4 separate regions of the Mus musculus genome follow, and all the other regions are linked to region 4. The links are chromatin contacts, called in public HiChIP or PLAC-seq and promoter capture Hi-C maps. All regions are on one chromosome and are shown on one strand. The core of a region is the stretch at or near the end of the contact, and the rest is flanking DNA. Distances in the headings are between cores, read along the strand shown. Region 1 has its middle 12 kb from the start of 4930505K14Rik. Region 2 has its middle 22 kb from the start of Gm36405. Region 3 holds the start of 2210417A02Rik (RIKEN cDNA 2210417A02 gene). Region 4 holds the start of 5930430L01Rik (RIKEN cDNA 5930430L01 gene).

Region 1 (3,506 bases), core at 523-3,022, 210 kb after region 4:
CCCTTAGGATGTTCTAGTCCTCCCTTCTTCACTATAGTCGTGTGCATTGCGTTGATTCTGATCACTGGTGGACTTAACTGTGGGTCCTTGAAGGTTACAGTGAGACATTCCTGTCGTCTGGCAATATTGTAGGTGACTTACTTTGTGACACACTTGGAGATGTTCCTGTATTGGAATAGCTCGATGCAATCCTGAGAGCAGCTTCTGTGTTTAAGCAATAGAGGAAAGTCTAGTTTCCCCGTTTCTTAGGGCAAGCAGGACCATTTCTTGTTACGTTCTTTGCTTTTTTTTTTCTCCTTTTCCTCTTCCTCTTCCTCCTCCTCCTCCTCTTCTTCTTCTTCTTCTTCTTCCTCCTCCTCCTCCTCCTCCTCCTTTGATGCCGCTGCTGCTGCCACTGCTGCCTCTTCCTCTTCCTTTTGGTTGCCCATTGAGACAAGGTCTCACTATGTAGCCCCAGATAGCCTGGAACTCAATATATAGCTCAGGCTGGCCTTGAACTCATGGAGACCCCTGCCTCTGCCTCCAGAGTGCTGGGACTGAAGGCGAGCCCCACCACACTCGGTCATTTACTGTGGTGGGTCATTGGCCCAGGGAGTGGCACTATTAGGAGGTGTGGCCTCGTTGGAGGAAGTGTGTCACTGTGTGGGGGTGAACTTGGAGATCCCCCTCCTAGCTGCCCGGAAGGGAGTCGTCTGCTGCTTGTCCTTAGAACAAGATGTAGAACTCTCAGCTCCGCCTGCACCATGCCTGCCTGGATGCTGCCATGTTCCTGCCTTGATGATAATGTACTGAACCTCTGAACCTGTAAGCCAGCCTCAATCAAATGGTGTCCCTTACAAAAGTCATGGTCTCTCTCTCTTCATAGTAACAAAACCCTAATGAAGATGCCTGACATGTTCATTTATTTGTGATTTCTTGGCTCTTTATCCTTATAGCCCCCTAATATAAGTGTATATAGATTATGATCATTTCTTTTCGTTGTTCTAAAATGACATTTGGCTTGGTTTTGATACTATCTGACCTCTCCACCTTTTTGCAGTTAGCTCACTGTTCAGTTTGCAACTACATCTTTCCCCCGGTTCCCATGTGGGCCACCATTCCTCGGTCCTAGCAAATGTTACCTTGAAAAAAAAAAAAACTTCTTATCTTATGTAGACGGGTGCTTTGCCTGCACACACATGTCTATGCACTGTATGTGTGCATGCAATGCCTGTGGAGGCCAGGGGAGGGCCTTAGACCTCCTGGAACTGGAATTACAGTGGCTGTGAGCCACCATGTGGGTGCTCTTCTGGAAGAGCAGTCAGTGCTCTTAACCGCTGAGCCATCTTCTCCAGACTCAAATGTCATCTTGCTTTTGAGCAGTCATGTCTCTTACCTCGGGAAGTCTGAGCTGACATCCTGGGGACTCTACTGAGGATGGCTGACCCTCTTCCCATTCCTTTATGCTCGGTACTCTGGTGGGGCCCTGTTTTTTATTATTCCCACAGAGGAAAGAGCATGAGGCAGCTCGATTTCCAGGGCAGCTCCCTAGTCATGGAAGGTGGAATTAGCCCTGGGACCTCGATCTCCTCTTCTGGCCCACGGGTCTTCCAGGGCTTCCGCTGGGCTCATTTTCCTCCTGGGCTAACCCTAGGGGCCTGTAACAACTGAACTCCATTTGTCAGCTTGCTATGCTGAGGTAAGCCTGCCTTCCCGGGGAATCATTACCAGATGGAACCTGAGGGAGGGAGCGAGGCCAGGTATTTCCCCACGTCATGGAACACGAGGCCCTGGTGACTCAGTGAGGTCAGGGAGCTAGTGGTGGTAGCAGCCACAGTTGGCAGGTGGCAGCCTGGAGGGAGGGGGAACATTAATGATTGCCTCCCTCCCTCCCTCCTTCCCTCCCTTCCTCCCTTCCAGCCCGCCTCATTTCTGTCAGGCCTGTGATTTCATCATGCACACCTTTGTAAACAATCCATTTAGCAACCAAATTATACACTGGGTAATTACAGCTTCCAGCCTCAGTGTCAGGGGTTCCCGGCTCACAATCTGCTTTTGGTACTATTGCAGGCTGGGATGGGGGGAGGTGGGGGAGGAGGGGTTTGTTGAAGTTTTAAGGAGACAGGAGGGAGAGCTGGGGCATGGGGGTTGCCCTGCCTTGCCTTATGTTAATTGATTCTTGTGTGTGGGGGGTCTTAGTTTGACACTTCTGGAATTGAGTTTGGATTGTTGATTAGATTGCTATTGGAGGCCAGGTTGGAGAAGTTGGCTGGGAGGAAGAGGCAGTCCGGTTACGGTTATGGGTCAGTCCTCTGCTGCGGAGGAGGGAGTCTCACATCACAGCACCTTGCCAGCCTTGTCTCTCTGGAGGTTGCTTTGCTCTGTATCAGCGCCTAAGCTTTGACCCAGAAAAGCAGCCAAGGAAGGAGCTGTGGGGTGGGCAGGCTAACGGGAGGGGACCTGGCCTCCGCTGAAGGCTAGCTCTTCCATTTAAAGGGAACTGTGGTGACGGCAGTGAAGAGTGTGGAGTGTGCAACTCATGCTGAGCGTGTGCTCATGGTTCTGCGTTCGAGTCCCGGCACCCAATGGATGATGACGTAACAGAGTCGTCCAGAGATTTGCCCATACACAGTGGCCCCAGTGAAAATTGAATAGAGGCAGGGGAGGGTTGCAAACACGGTAACCATGGTGTGTCTGAAGAGAGTTGGGCTAGCTCCATGTGTGTGGGAAAGGGTGTGTTTCCGGGTTGATACACAGTGTTTCTGATAGTGGTGGTAGGGCTTGTGGCCTTACACTGCCCGAGAGGTTTCATTGACGAAGTGTCCATGGGAACCCTCAGCCATTCTAGCATTCTGCTTTCCCACGCGGAGCATGCATGTGTAGCCCGCAGTTCGAAGCTGGGGTTCCCTATGCAGACACATGGTCTCTCTGAGGCAAAGTACCATGGATTAACACAAGTGTAGTATGAAACAGTAACTTTGGAGGGAAATGAGACTCAAGTGCTTCGGGCCGCACCTGCCTGTCCCAGAAGGCTTTGCATCTTGTCTTACGTCACCTTCCCCAGTCTTGCCCCTCTAGCCGGATGCTTCTTGGTTCAGGAAGAGGACAGAGAGGCTGGGCTATGGTGGCGCTCTATGGGAAAGGACAGGAGACTTACAAAAGCACCACTCTGGGCCTCGTGTCTGTGTCACGGTGTTCAAAAAAATAAATACAAATAAGAGCTGCAACTGTTGTAAGATGTCACTGTGGTCACTGGGCAGTGTTTGCCAATGGCAGCCGTCATCTAAGAGGGGACCACATGGCTTTGACAAGATCATGGAGAAGTGGGTGTAGAAGCATCCCAAACAGTGGCATGCCAGCCACAGCTTCCTGTCTCTCTGGAGCCCTAAAAGATGGTGGTCTTTTTCTGGCTTAGGCTACAGCTCTGAGAACTTTAACACGGGAGCATTCCCAGGCTCTGCTGTGAATCCTGAAGGTTTAGACTCACAATGGTTTCAACCTTCCTAATGCTGCAACCCCTTAGTACA
Region 2 (3,438 bases), core at 347-2,846, 160 kb after region 4:
TGTGTGTGTGTGTGTGTGTGTGTGTGTGTGTGTGAGAGAGAGAGAGAGAGAGAGAGAGAGAGAGAGAGAGAGAGGAGAGGAGAGAAGGGAGAGAGAGCACATGAGTGTGAGCCAATTCTTGACCGTATCTGTGTGAACAGCTTGCATGTTTCCTTGAAGGCCTCTTTTCTTGGGGCTAGTGAACTCGTCCAAGAGCAGTGTCTCAATAAACCTGCTTCATACATACATACATACATACATACATACATACATACATACATATACATACACATATACATATATATATCTGGCTTGAAGTGGCTCATTTTACTGGCAGAGAAATAACTTATCAGATTCCAGCACCAGGTAAGGACACTGAAACTTCCTGTCTCGTGGAGGGAACAACTACGGAATTCTTGGACTTTCCTTTAGTGGGCGCACAGGTGCTCTCTCTCTCTCTCTATCCCCCCCCCCTCTCTCTCTCTCTCTCACACACACACACACACACACTGATTTTATCAGTTCCATTCCATTAGAGAACCCTAATTCAGATGGGTAGTGAAGATGATTAGAGAAAGTATCTAGGTATTTAATCCTCAGGAGATAAGGATATCTGAGCAGCACCAGGAGCCCAGGTTGGGTCAGGAGCTAACCCAGGTGACCGCCATCGTATACAGAGGGAAGGGGACTCGCAGGGCTCCTGAATCAGAGCTGCAAGTGGACAGGAAAGCTAACTGCGACGAGGTCGGAGAAACCAGAGGCTTCAAACCATGTGAGACTATTCAAACCATGTGAGACTAACAGGGGAGTTTGCTTTCGGGATGGATTTGTATATCAGAGAGACAAGAACCCGGGAAGCCAAATAGGTAACAACCTGGAAAGAGGCCAGTGGTGGCTACGCTGAGGTAGTGGCTGGGAGCAAGTGGTCAGCCATCGACCTCTGAGTGTATTTTAAAGGTAAGGTCACGGGGCTGCTGATCACGTGGGCTAGTGCGTGGAGAATTAAGATGGTCAGGGGTGAACCCAAGATGTGGAAATGAAGGAGTTGCCTTCACTGTCCGAAAGAGTCGGGAGAGGAAGTCGGACTTAGCAAGGGCAGGTGCTGAGCCTGGAAGCACGCAGTTTGCATCCAGTATCCTTGTGGCGCCTTCTAGCGGGTGGACAAACAAGTCTGTCGCTAAGGAAAAGCCTGAGCGTATGAATGGTGTTTAAAGCCACGAGCTTTCAATGAGCATGAGTGGGTATAAGAAAGGATCAATAGTGGCCTCTTGCTTAGCGTGGCAGGGACAGAAACTGCAGACGCCAACAGCGTGGGCGACGACCTCTCCATATCTCCTCACTGAGTCTCTCCATCAGCAATATCCACACTGCCGACCCAGCAGCAAGCCAACAAAACAACCAACCAGCAGGGGGTGCTACTGAGCGCCCCTCTCCACCCTCTACCTTCGCTCTGCTCATCTCGGAACCATCTCCTGGCAGAAAAGGGAGCAGGGAAGTATGACATTAAATTTCAAAAGCTCTCTCTTAAATAAATAAACTCGAAGTAAATGGTGTTTGCCGTTTGAATGGGCAAGCTTCAGTTTGTGCTCAAATGAATTCATGTGGCTTCAGCGCTTCCCCTGGGATGTTGAGCAAGTGAGCTTTCATTTTCACTGTGCGTTAGGCCAAGAATAGGAGGAGGGGGCCCTGGGATCTGGACTCATTTAAATCCTGCGTGAAAGGGATCAAGGCCACTAGCAGTGGTAAAGACCCAAACAGACACTGTAGCGTCTGCCAGAGTCCCTCCTTCCATATTTCCCTGGCTATTAGGGTTGGTCCGCCCTCTGTCTCCCCAGCCCTTGAAGGACTACAGCCCCTTGCGCTTCCCCTGGGAGAGGGCTTTGTTCCTAGAGCACGTTTTGCCCCGGGAGCCTTGCTCTCCCACAGAGATGCTTTTCAAGCAATTGCCCAACTCAACCAAGCTTCTGCTTCCTTGTCTTCTGCCTGCAGTCTGTGGTCACAGATTTGAAAGACTTAATAGACAGACAGACCCGTTTGTCTCTCCCCGAGTGAGGAAATGAAGATTTCCACTTGGCGCTGTGTTTGTCTTGAGAACAAGACCAAGCAGAAAATCGCTCCCGTGTTGCCCAACTGCCGTCCTTGGGAAGAAAATTTTATATTTTTTTTCTTTGCAAAATTTTATTCAGACATTTTGGGCTATTATTTGCTTAAACCTTCCCCACTCTTTCTCCTCCCTGACCAACCCTGGTTTTGAGATGGAAAAATAAACTAGCCCCAGTATCAATGAACACCAGTGACTGTTTTCTTCTTTCATTATTTAAAAAAAAAAAAAAAAAAAAAAAAGCCATGTTTTGTCACAGGCTATTAACGAGTCACTAGGTGCTCAGGAAGTTTTCAATGCCTTTTCTTTTCCTAAGTTCACCCCTGCACCAAACACGGTGCCCACAGATACTGACAACTTCCGTCTACACAGCAACCCAGCAAGCTTTCTAATCCCGTTGGACCGATGAAGCAACTAAAGGCAAAGGATTTAGGGATCTTGCCTTAAGGCGGCCCTCAAGCCTGGTCCAGGAGCTCCTGCTTCGCAACAATGTCTGCATCCGCCCCTAAGATCAATGAGCTCTGCATCCTCCTAAGATCAATGAGCTCTGCACCCTCCTAATATCAATGTGCCTTGTTTTCTTGGAGTTTGTGCAGTTTGCACAACACTCATAATTTGAGTCAAAATACATGGGCTTTGTCAGAATTGTAGCACAGTGTGCTAATTACTAAGGAAGTGCAGCACAGACTCACGTTATCCTTTACACTAAGAGACTCAGACTTACGGAGGGTGGCAAGGCTTAGAATGCCCTTTAAAGGGCTTATCTTGCAGACCAGAGACCCCCAACCACTTTTGAAATCACTTGAACATTTTGGACGATGAAATGAAACAAGTGATCCAATTGACTTTCCCGTTGCTGTGATAAAATGTGCTGATCAAAAACAGCTCGGGGAGAAAGGGTTGACTGCACCGTTCTCTTGTATGTCACTCCATCATTGAGAGGGGTCAGGGCAGGAACCTAAGGCAGGAACTGAAGCTGATACTGTAGAGGAATGCTATCCTCTGGTCTGCTCTCACTGATTCATGGAGTGCCTCAGCTTTCTAAGCTACCCATATCAGTTTTTTTTTTTTTTAAAGCCTCCATTTTGCTCTCAAGAACTACGGTGCCTCCCATTATCAGCAGTTCTGAGTCAACGAAGGCATGCGTGAGCTGGTTCCCACCCATCAGGCTATCACAGGCACACTTTTCATTTTTCTTATGCACATTTTTATTGTCTCTTTGCTATGAGCTGACTGTATGCACCAGAAAGCACGCATCGGTGCTAATGCAATAGGTGGGAGGTAAAGCTTAGTGCAGCAGAGGGAACTAATGCATCAGGTGGGAAGTTGTAGGACCGAATGCACCAGGCATGATTTGA
Region 3 (3,466 bases), core at 570-3,069, 250 kb after region 4:
CACTGTCCGTTAGGTGTAAGTGGGAGCAGATTGACTGAGACTTCTGGGAATGCTGTTTTCTAGGGGGGAAGGGGGGAGAGGTTGTCTATCCTTCTTCCTTCAAGCAGATATGGCGCCTGGGGTGCTCTGCAGGCATTTGGTGGTGGTGGTGGTGGGGGGGGAAGAAAGGTCATGAGCAAGATGGCCAACCAAAAGACATGGGAGATGGTTAAGTAGATTCATCATATCCACTCTGGGGCATCTCCCTTTGGCCTTATCACCTGGCCATAAGTATTCCTGTGTTGTTAAAGCCCACACAGTCAGATTTCAGTTAAATGCCAGAAAATCAATTCTAAAGGACTTGAGACTATTTCTTTATCGGTATGGGTCATACTCACTTAACTAATCCTCGAGGGTTGAAAATGGTGTGACCTTACAAAAAAGAAAGCTTAATGAGGCTTTTATCCACACAGGAGACTATTTTCTGCAAGATAAATTCCTATACTTTTGAGCCTTTGGGTCAAAGGGTAGATGTATTCAGTTTTTTAAAAAGATTTATTTTTAATTATGCGTAGGTGTATGTGTCTTGGGGTGCGGGGTATGTAGGTACAGGCAGATAACTTGGATTCCCAAAGCAAGAGTCTCAGGCATTGTGGGTGCTGGGACCTGAACTCAGTCCTCTGCAAGAGTGGTATATAACCTTAACTGACGAGCCTACTCTCCAGCCATATCTTCAAATCTAATCAATACTGTTCAGTTTCCTGCTGGAGAATTCTTAATGCACAAGGGCAAGGGTCACTCAAATGACGGCTTCAAGACATATAGAATCCAAAGCTTGACTCTTTCAGATCATCTCCTGGAGAACGGTTTTTCTTTTCTTCCTTAGGAATAGAGGGGCTTCAACGGGTCCTTCAACCGAGAACAAGATACGGGAAGGCTTACTTCCTGAGAGAGGGATGTAGGGAAGAAAGACAGAGGCGGAACTGTGTGCTGTTCCTTTCCCAGGATTCCCCTCAGGGTGCACAGCAGGTGGGAATCACAGCTGCTTTCTCAGACTTAGATTACAGTTCCTGCAAACAGACTCTCTTCTTTCCTTTTCTGACCCAGCAGACTGCTAAGGCGATTAAACATATCTCTGCTCTCAGGTACCAAGTGTGGTGCAGCAAAGAGTTGGACATTGTAACAGTTAGAATTAAGGCCCTTAAAAAGGAGATTCTAAAGGGGCTAGAGAGATGGCTCTGTGGTTAGGAACACTGGCTGCTCTTCCAAAGGGCCTGGTGGCTCCCAACCATGTGAAAGTGCCTGGGAATTTCCAGGTCCTGGGAATCTGATGCCCCCTTCTGGCCTCTATGGGTATTGCATCCATGTGGTGCACAGACATTTATGCAGGCAAACGTTCATACACATAAAATAAAAATAAATCTTTGAAAAGAGAGAAAGAGGGGCTGGAGAGATGGTTCAATAGTTAAGAGAATTTGCCATGTCCTGCTCCACACATCCTTCTCTCGGGCTTCTTGACTCAGCTTGCGGCTCTGTGAATTTTCTTCTGCTCGCCCAGAGCTCTGTGGCAGGGGTCACCCTTCCCACCTGCCTTGCCAGGTCGCCCTCCCCAACACCCCCACTGTTGCCCCATCTCCCCTGTCCCCAGTCAGGTCCCGAGTGCTCCCACCTGCCCTCTCTGCCAGCCACTCATACCTTGGACTCTTTGAGGGTGACTGGAAAGGAGAAGCAAGACCGTGTCGTCATCTAACTTTCCTGTGAAACCCGCGCAGCCGCGGGTCCTAGCACAGAGTCTGAGTTCAGAGTTTACAAAGCTTCTGTTAACTGCTTCCTGCTCTTCCAGCAAGTTCTACAAACCGAACTACAGTTCCCTTCAGGCTTCTCGAACTCACTTCCGGTGCTTCTTGCAGGAAGCCCGAGAGAAGGATGGGTGGAGCCCCACTGGGCTTTCCCCAATTCAATCAGTTTATAAACTAAACTTCATTTCCATGGGGGCAGCTCTTTGAGCTCCCCGCACCCGGAAGTCTCCAGTGGCTCCAGAAGTCTCCCTTGGCACTATCCCATTTCCTTCGGCTCTTCAGCATCACACACATCATGCCTTCACGTCTGAGCTCCTCTCCAGCCTGCAAAATGATCAACAGATGGGGACCACTGTGTCTCCAGAGCCTACCTCATAGTAGGTGCTCAATAAGTATTTGCCGCATGAATGGCTCTTCCGGGGTGCGTAGTAAACACTTGGTAAGAGTAAGCTGAATCATCGAAGGTCCATTTCTGTTTAAGCCTTTATCAACTCAAAACAGGAATTTGACAATGACACCCCCTCCATATTGGCTGCAGAACACATCCAGATTAACTGTCACAAAGCGCCACACTCATCAGGTAACTCTAAAGGAAATTTATCCACAGCTTCCCAATAAATTCTGAGCAAACCTCCCGCCCTCTGTGGCTGGGTCAGGGCCTACAGAATTTCTGGCTTGGAGCCTGGGGTTGTGATGTCAGCCTTCAGGGTTTCTGAGAGCTGAGTGTCTGCCCAGTGCTGTTTGTTTGCAGAACTGGCTCCCTCTCCTAAGCGCCCTGTTTGCACAGGGGTGTTTGCAGCTAGCCGCAGCCTGTGATTAAATCGAAAGCGGCTTGGTGTTTGAACTTGGTCATTCCTGAAGGTCACCAGTGGGCGGTCTCCAGGAGGTCAGCAGCTGCATGCACGAGGCCTTTCAATGACCCCTAATTAACATCTGTACTTGGGAGGACAGAAAAGAAAAAGAGGTGGTGTTTGGCATGTGTCTGGGTGGCTGAGTTATGACACTTTCAAACTTTAAGTGGTTATCTGTCTGATAATTTTTTTTTTTTTTAATGAGGAAGCCCGCTGTCCTTGGGCCCAGAAATATCTGGGTCTGGCTTTTCTAGACATACAAGGTGCTGTCTCGGCAAATTGTGGCTGTAGCTTGTGCAGATGGGAGGTGACACACCACTGGCTGCTTTTCGGCCTTGGGTATAATTGTTGGTGCGGGTGTTGTCTATGGCCCTGTTTACAAGCCTCTGGCAGCCCCTGGCATTAAACACCCCTGGGCGCTTCCTCTGCCAGGATGTGTCCATCTGGAAACAGGTGGGGGAATTATACCTTGGCAACACACACACACACACACACACACACACACATACACACACACACAAGGCCTAGCTATTTAAGCTCTTTCTTCTACCGAGGAGGAAGTCAGGTGATAGCACAGACCTTTTGACACCGGCTCTCCGTCTGCACTCAACAGTGAGTTTGAGCAATTTCTGTAGCTTGTACAGCCTCTAATTTCTCCATCAGTCCGCTGCAGATGATACTCGTTGTGAAGCTATTCCCGGGGAGTAAAGTACAATGGCTTGGACTAGTGTTTGCCTGGGACATGGGAAGAGCCGCCATTACCGATACCCCTCGGGGAGACAGAGCTGAACTGTAATTGGGTTTTAAGTCTGACTGCTGGTTCCGAATGGGGAGGGG
Region 4 (3,317 bases), core at 71-2,570:
CCAGGCCAGGCTGGGCCCTGGAGATCTCTGAAGTAAAACCCCAAGAAGGCAGGCTTGCTCTGTCTGTCTGTCTGTCTGTCTGCCTGTCTGTCTCTGGTTGTTACTCCTGCTATCGAGGCTCCTGCAGTAACAGCTAGCAGGCTGTGGAATGAATTCACCACTGAGAACTTCTTGGCCTGGGCTGGAGAAAGGGTCGCCTCAAAGGAAGAGACAGGTATGGGGACCTCCCTCAGCAGTCCCACCTGGGGAGGGCATCTGTCCTACTCAGTTGTGTGGTTTTTTTTCCCTCTCTGCCCATCTCTTGTAATTGTCAACAAGGAGAAAGCTAAACATTGCAGGGCTCCCTTTGCAGGGACGTTGGACAGTTCTAAGACGCACACAGTAAAGATATCTTGGTGGGGGGAAAGGCCCTCTGGAGGCTAATCTGCATATATTTTCATTCATATGCATGCATATAATGTCTCCTATGAAGCTTCTTCCAGACGCTGAAAATAAAAATTCAACTGTTAATATTTTACAAATTAAAGGCAGGAGGAGCCACAAAAGACCTTTTCATTTGCAGTTTAAATTTAAAACTAACCATAGAGCCTTTTTCTTTTCCCTTCCTTCTTCCCTCTCTTCCTCTCTCTGGGTTTAATCCTAAGAGCTTTAATACATGGAAGCCAAACACTCTTACTATTGTATTAGAACCTTAATACTGGGTGGGGGATAGATTGTAGGGTGGCGTTGGGGGGTGGGGGAGACGAGGACGACGACGACACAGGTTCTCATAGTGTATCCCAGGCTGGCCAGGAACTTGCTATGTAAACTAGGTTGGCTTCAAGATCACAAATTTCTATGTGCCTCTGCTTCCAGGAGTGCTGGGATTAAAAGTATATGCCTCCAAGTTCTATTATTGTACACTTTTTATAAACGTAAAAAGAACCTATTCGAGGCCTTTTCAGGGAGAAAGAAGAGAAAGGCGTGGTAAAAATCGCCTGTTGCACGGTAGTTTTATCTTTTTGCCCCAAAAGAACTAGTACAGTTTGGCAAGGTTGGGCTTTGCCTTTTGCCAAGATGCTTTTTTCTAAAGAGAAAACGAACTCTCACTTTGGAAAACAGCAAGTCCTGTTTGTTTTCTGTTCCTTTAGAAGTCAGCCCCGGAGCGGCTGGCTGGCAGCGGCGAGCACAGCTCTCTGGCGTTGTGTAACCGCCAGGCAATCACGTTGCACCCACCGCTTCCACAGGCTTGTAACTGCAATAATAAGCAGGAGCTTATTCAAAGAGGAGAAACCATCCCAGCCGGCTCCAAGTCACGTGTCCAGGTCACGTGGCCTGCCAGACAGCGAAGGCGGCTGGCAATCATTAACTAATGCTTTCTCCCAGGGAGAAAAATGCTGGCTTTAAGGAGGCCCGGACGTCAGAATTGCAATAGAAGGTATCCGGGGTGGGCGGGTGACTTTATTCTCGCTAAGTGCTTTCTAGAGGAGATGGCGGAGCCGGCAAACAGAGCCCCTCGCCCCCTGCTTTCTCTAGAACTTGCAGCCTTGCGCGGCACCTCCTGCTTTTGCAGCCCTGGGTAGCTAGGGCCACAGCATCAGCAGCCTAGGAGCCAGTGCGCCGCCCCAGCGCTGCTGGGACCTCAGAGAAGTTCTTGGTTAAAACTTAAGCGGAGAGCCAGGTTTCTGTGCCTTAAGAAATTGGTGCCAAGGGTTCCCGGAGACGATGAGAGGGAGGAGGCACGTCAGCCTGTGGGAGCTCTGGCGGAGTTTTCATGACACCTAAGTCTTGTGATTGATGAGACCGACCAGGCAGGCAGGCCTGGCAGGCGGTTTCCTTGCTCAGCCTTTGAATTTAGACATTTCTTTCTCCTTCTCTAGGCTGGGTACTGTTCCTGGGTGCTTCTAAAATCTGTGACGTAGAATTGAGTTTGATGTTAGCGTAGAAGTGAAAATAGCGAGTGGGATGGAAAGTGACCAAGCTTTGTTGGAGGGAGTGGGTACAGCACAGAGAAAGGGACTTAGGGAATAAACAAAGGAAGAAGCCCGCGCTTTTAAAACCTCAAATTTCCACTTTTCACATTGTGCAAACAGACCTTTCCCCAGTCACTGCGTAATGAAGATTCAGTCTTATGCAGATGAATCTCTGTGAGTCTGAGGCCAGCCCTGTTCATACAGCAAATTCCAGGACAGCCAGGGCTACATAGTGAGAGCCAACTCAAAAATAAATAAAAAGATGACCGGAGGTATCCGGTTACCTCTATAGCCCACCAGTTTTAAATCTACTTAGTTTACTCAATGGTTCTCCGATCCCATGAGAATACTTTTGCAACAATGCTCTAATCCCTTTTCCTTTGGGTTTGTACTCAGTAAGGAGACTTAATTATAAAAATTGATTATTCTTGAGTTCTATTTGTTGTTCCATACATGCAGTAAAATGCCATGTTTCTTAAATTCCCCAAAAGTCCGAGATGCATCTTACAAGAATGGGCTTTAATTCAATCTGTTGTCTTAGACTGATTTTAATAAAGTCATCTTAGTATGCTTTCAATTGCTTGGATAAAACACCATGACCAAAACCTACTTGTGAAGAGAGTTTGTTTCAGTTTACAGCTCTGGTCACATTATCACTGAGGGAAGTCATGTCAGGAACCTGAAGACAGGAAGCAGAGGCCATGGAGGGATGTTTCTGACGGCTTGCTCCCATGGCTTGCTCAGCCTGCTTTCTTATATCGCCTGGACCTACCTGCCTAGGAGTGACGCTGCCCACAGTGGGCTGTACCCTTCCACTTCAGTTACTAATCAAGGAAATCCCCTAAAAGGCCTGCTGATAGGCCAGTCTGATGGGGGCATTTTCTCAACTGAGCTTCCCTTATTCCAGATGACCTGAGCTGTGTCAACCTTGATGTAACAACTGGCCAGTGCACCCAAACCACTGTAGGATTCTAAGATAGTATTGAAATATTGTGGCTTTAATTGCTGATACTGGGTGGGCAAAACTGAGGTCATGATTTTATTTTATTTTATTCTAGATAAGAGTCTCATGTGATCCAGGCTGATCTCTCTGTAACTCCCAATGCTCTTCCCTCTATTTCCCAAACTCTGGGTTCATGGGCACGCATCCTTGCATCCTTGTACCTGGCCAATGTCTCATCTTAGCTGCCATTTCCCTATTATTGAGGGAATGAAAGAGGATGAAAGGAAGATTCTAGTGAAAAGAGAATATGCCATGGAAATGTGATCCAATATTTTGTATTCCTTCAGTGAGTTGAAGCATAAAAAAAAAACAAAAACAAAAACAACAACAAAAAAATCTAGAAAGCCAAAGCCTGGCGTGAA

Evidence for each region. Promoter capture Hi-C pulls out the DNA fragments that hold promoters and counts their contacts. HiChIP or PLAC-seq counts read pairs in DNA pulled down with a chosen protein or histone mark.
Region 1: an HNF4G HiChIP or PLAC-seq map of pancreatic cancer cells shows a contact between it and region 4. The contact joins the enhancer-like site here to the promoter of 5930430L01Rik in region 4. A contact is called at or near these places in 7 of 39 promoter capture datasets (the C10 cell line, the HPC-7 cell line, embryonic stem cells and 3 more) and 1 of 115 datasets of contacts at active chromatin or transcription factors (pancreatic cancer cells).
Region 2: a promoter capture Hi-C map of pre-B cells shows a contact between it and region 4. The contact joins the enhancer-like site here to the promoter of 5930430L01Rik in region 4. A contact is called at or near these places in 8 of 39 promoter capture datasets (the C10 cell line, the HPC-7 cell line, HPC-7-derived erythroid cells and 5 more), 3 of 484 Hi-C or Micro-C datasets (the G1E-ER4 cell line, group 2 innate lymphoid cells and nephron progenitors), 5 of 115 datasets of contacts at active chromatin or transcription factors (bone marrow-derived macrophages, craniofacial prominence, embryonic basal ganglia and 2 more) and 4 of 9 other capture datasets (adipose tissue, embryonic stem cells, liver and 1 more).
Region 3: a contact with region 4 is called in a promoter capture Hi-C map of liver, with 9 times the contacts expected there. The contact joins the promoter of 2210417A02Rik here to the promoter of 5930430L01Rik in region 4. A contact is called at or near these places in 6 of 39 promoter capture datasets (embryonic stem cells, liver, pre-B cells and 2 more), 1 of 115 datasets of contacts at active chromatin or transcription factors (pancreatic cancer cells) and 1 of 9 other capture datasets (embryonic stem cells).

Annotation. Positions count from the first base shown.
Region 1 is chr5:148,787,712-148,791,217 of GRCm38.p6, reverse strand. No RefSeq gene overlaps it. Among named protein-coding and RNA genes, the nearest start is that of 4930505K14Rik, 12 kb to the right of the region's middle. Within about 2 kb of position 1,772, at least 76 of the 459 cell types and tissues checked have an H3K27ac peak or open chromatin away from gene starts, as enhancers often do. A contact at or near this core is called in liver and pancreatic cancer cells, where this site is marked.
Region 2 is chr5:148,829,744-148,833,181 of GRCm38.p6, reverse strand. No RefSeq gene overlaps it. Among named protein-coding and RNA genes, the nearest start is that of Gm36405, 22 kb to the right of the region's middle. Within about 2 kb of position 1,596, at least 51 of the 459 cell types and tissues checked have an H3K27ac peak or open chromatin away from gene starts, as enhancers often do. A contact at or near this core is called in the HPC-7 cell line, bone marrow-derived macrophages, embryonic stem cells and 2 more, where this site is marked.
Region 3 is chr5:148,740,193-148,743,658 of GRCm38.p6, reverse strand. It overlaps 2210417A02Rik (RIKEN cDNA 2210417A02 gene), which reads right to left and starts at 1,819. Exons shown (of 2, transcript NR_028285.1): 1 at 1,675-1,819; 2 at 520-924.
Region 4 is chr5:148,993,218-148,996,534 of GRCm38.p6, reverse strand. It overlaps 5930430L01Rik (RIKEN cDNA 5930430L01 gene), which reads left to right and starts at 1,320. Exons shown (of 2, transcript NR_102384.1): 1 at 1,320-1,417; 2 at 3,011-3,317. It overlaps Gm15411 (a long non-coding RNA gene), which reads left to right. Exons shown (of 5, transcript XR_868721.2): 4 at 1-214.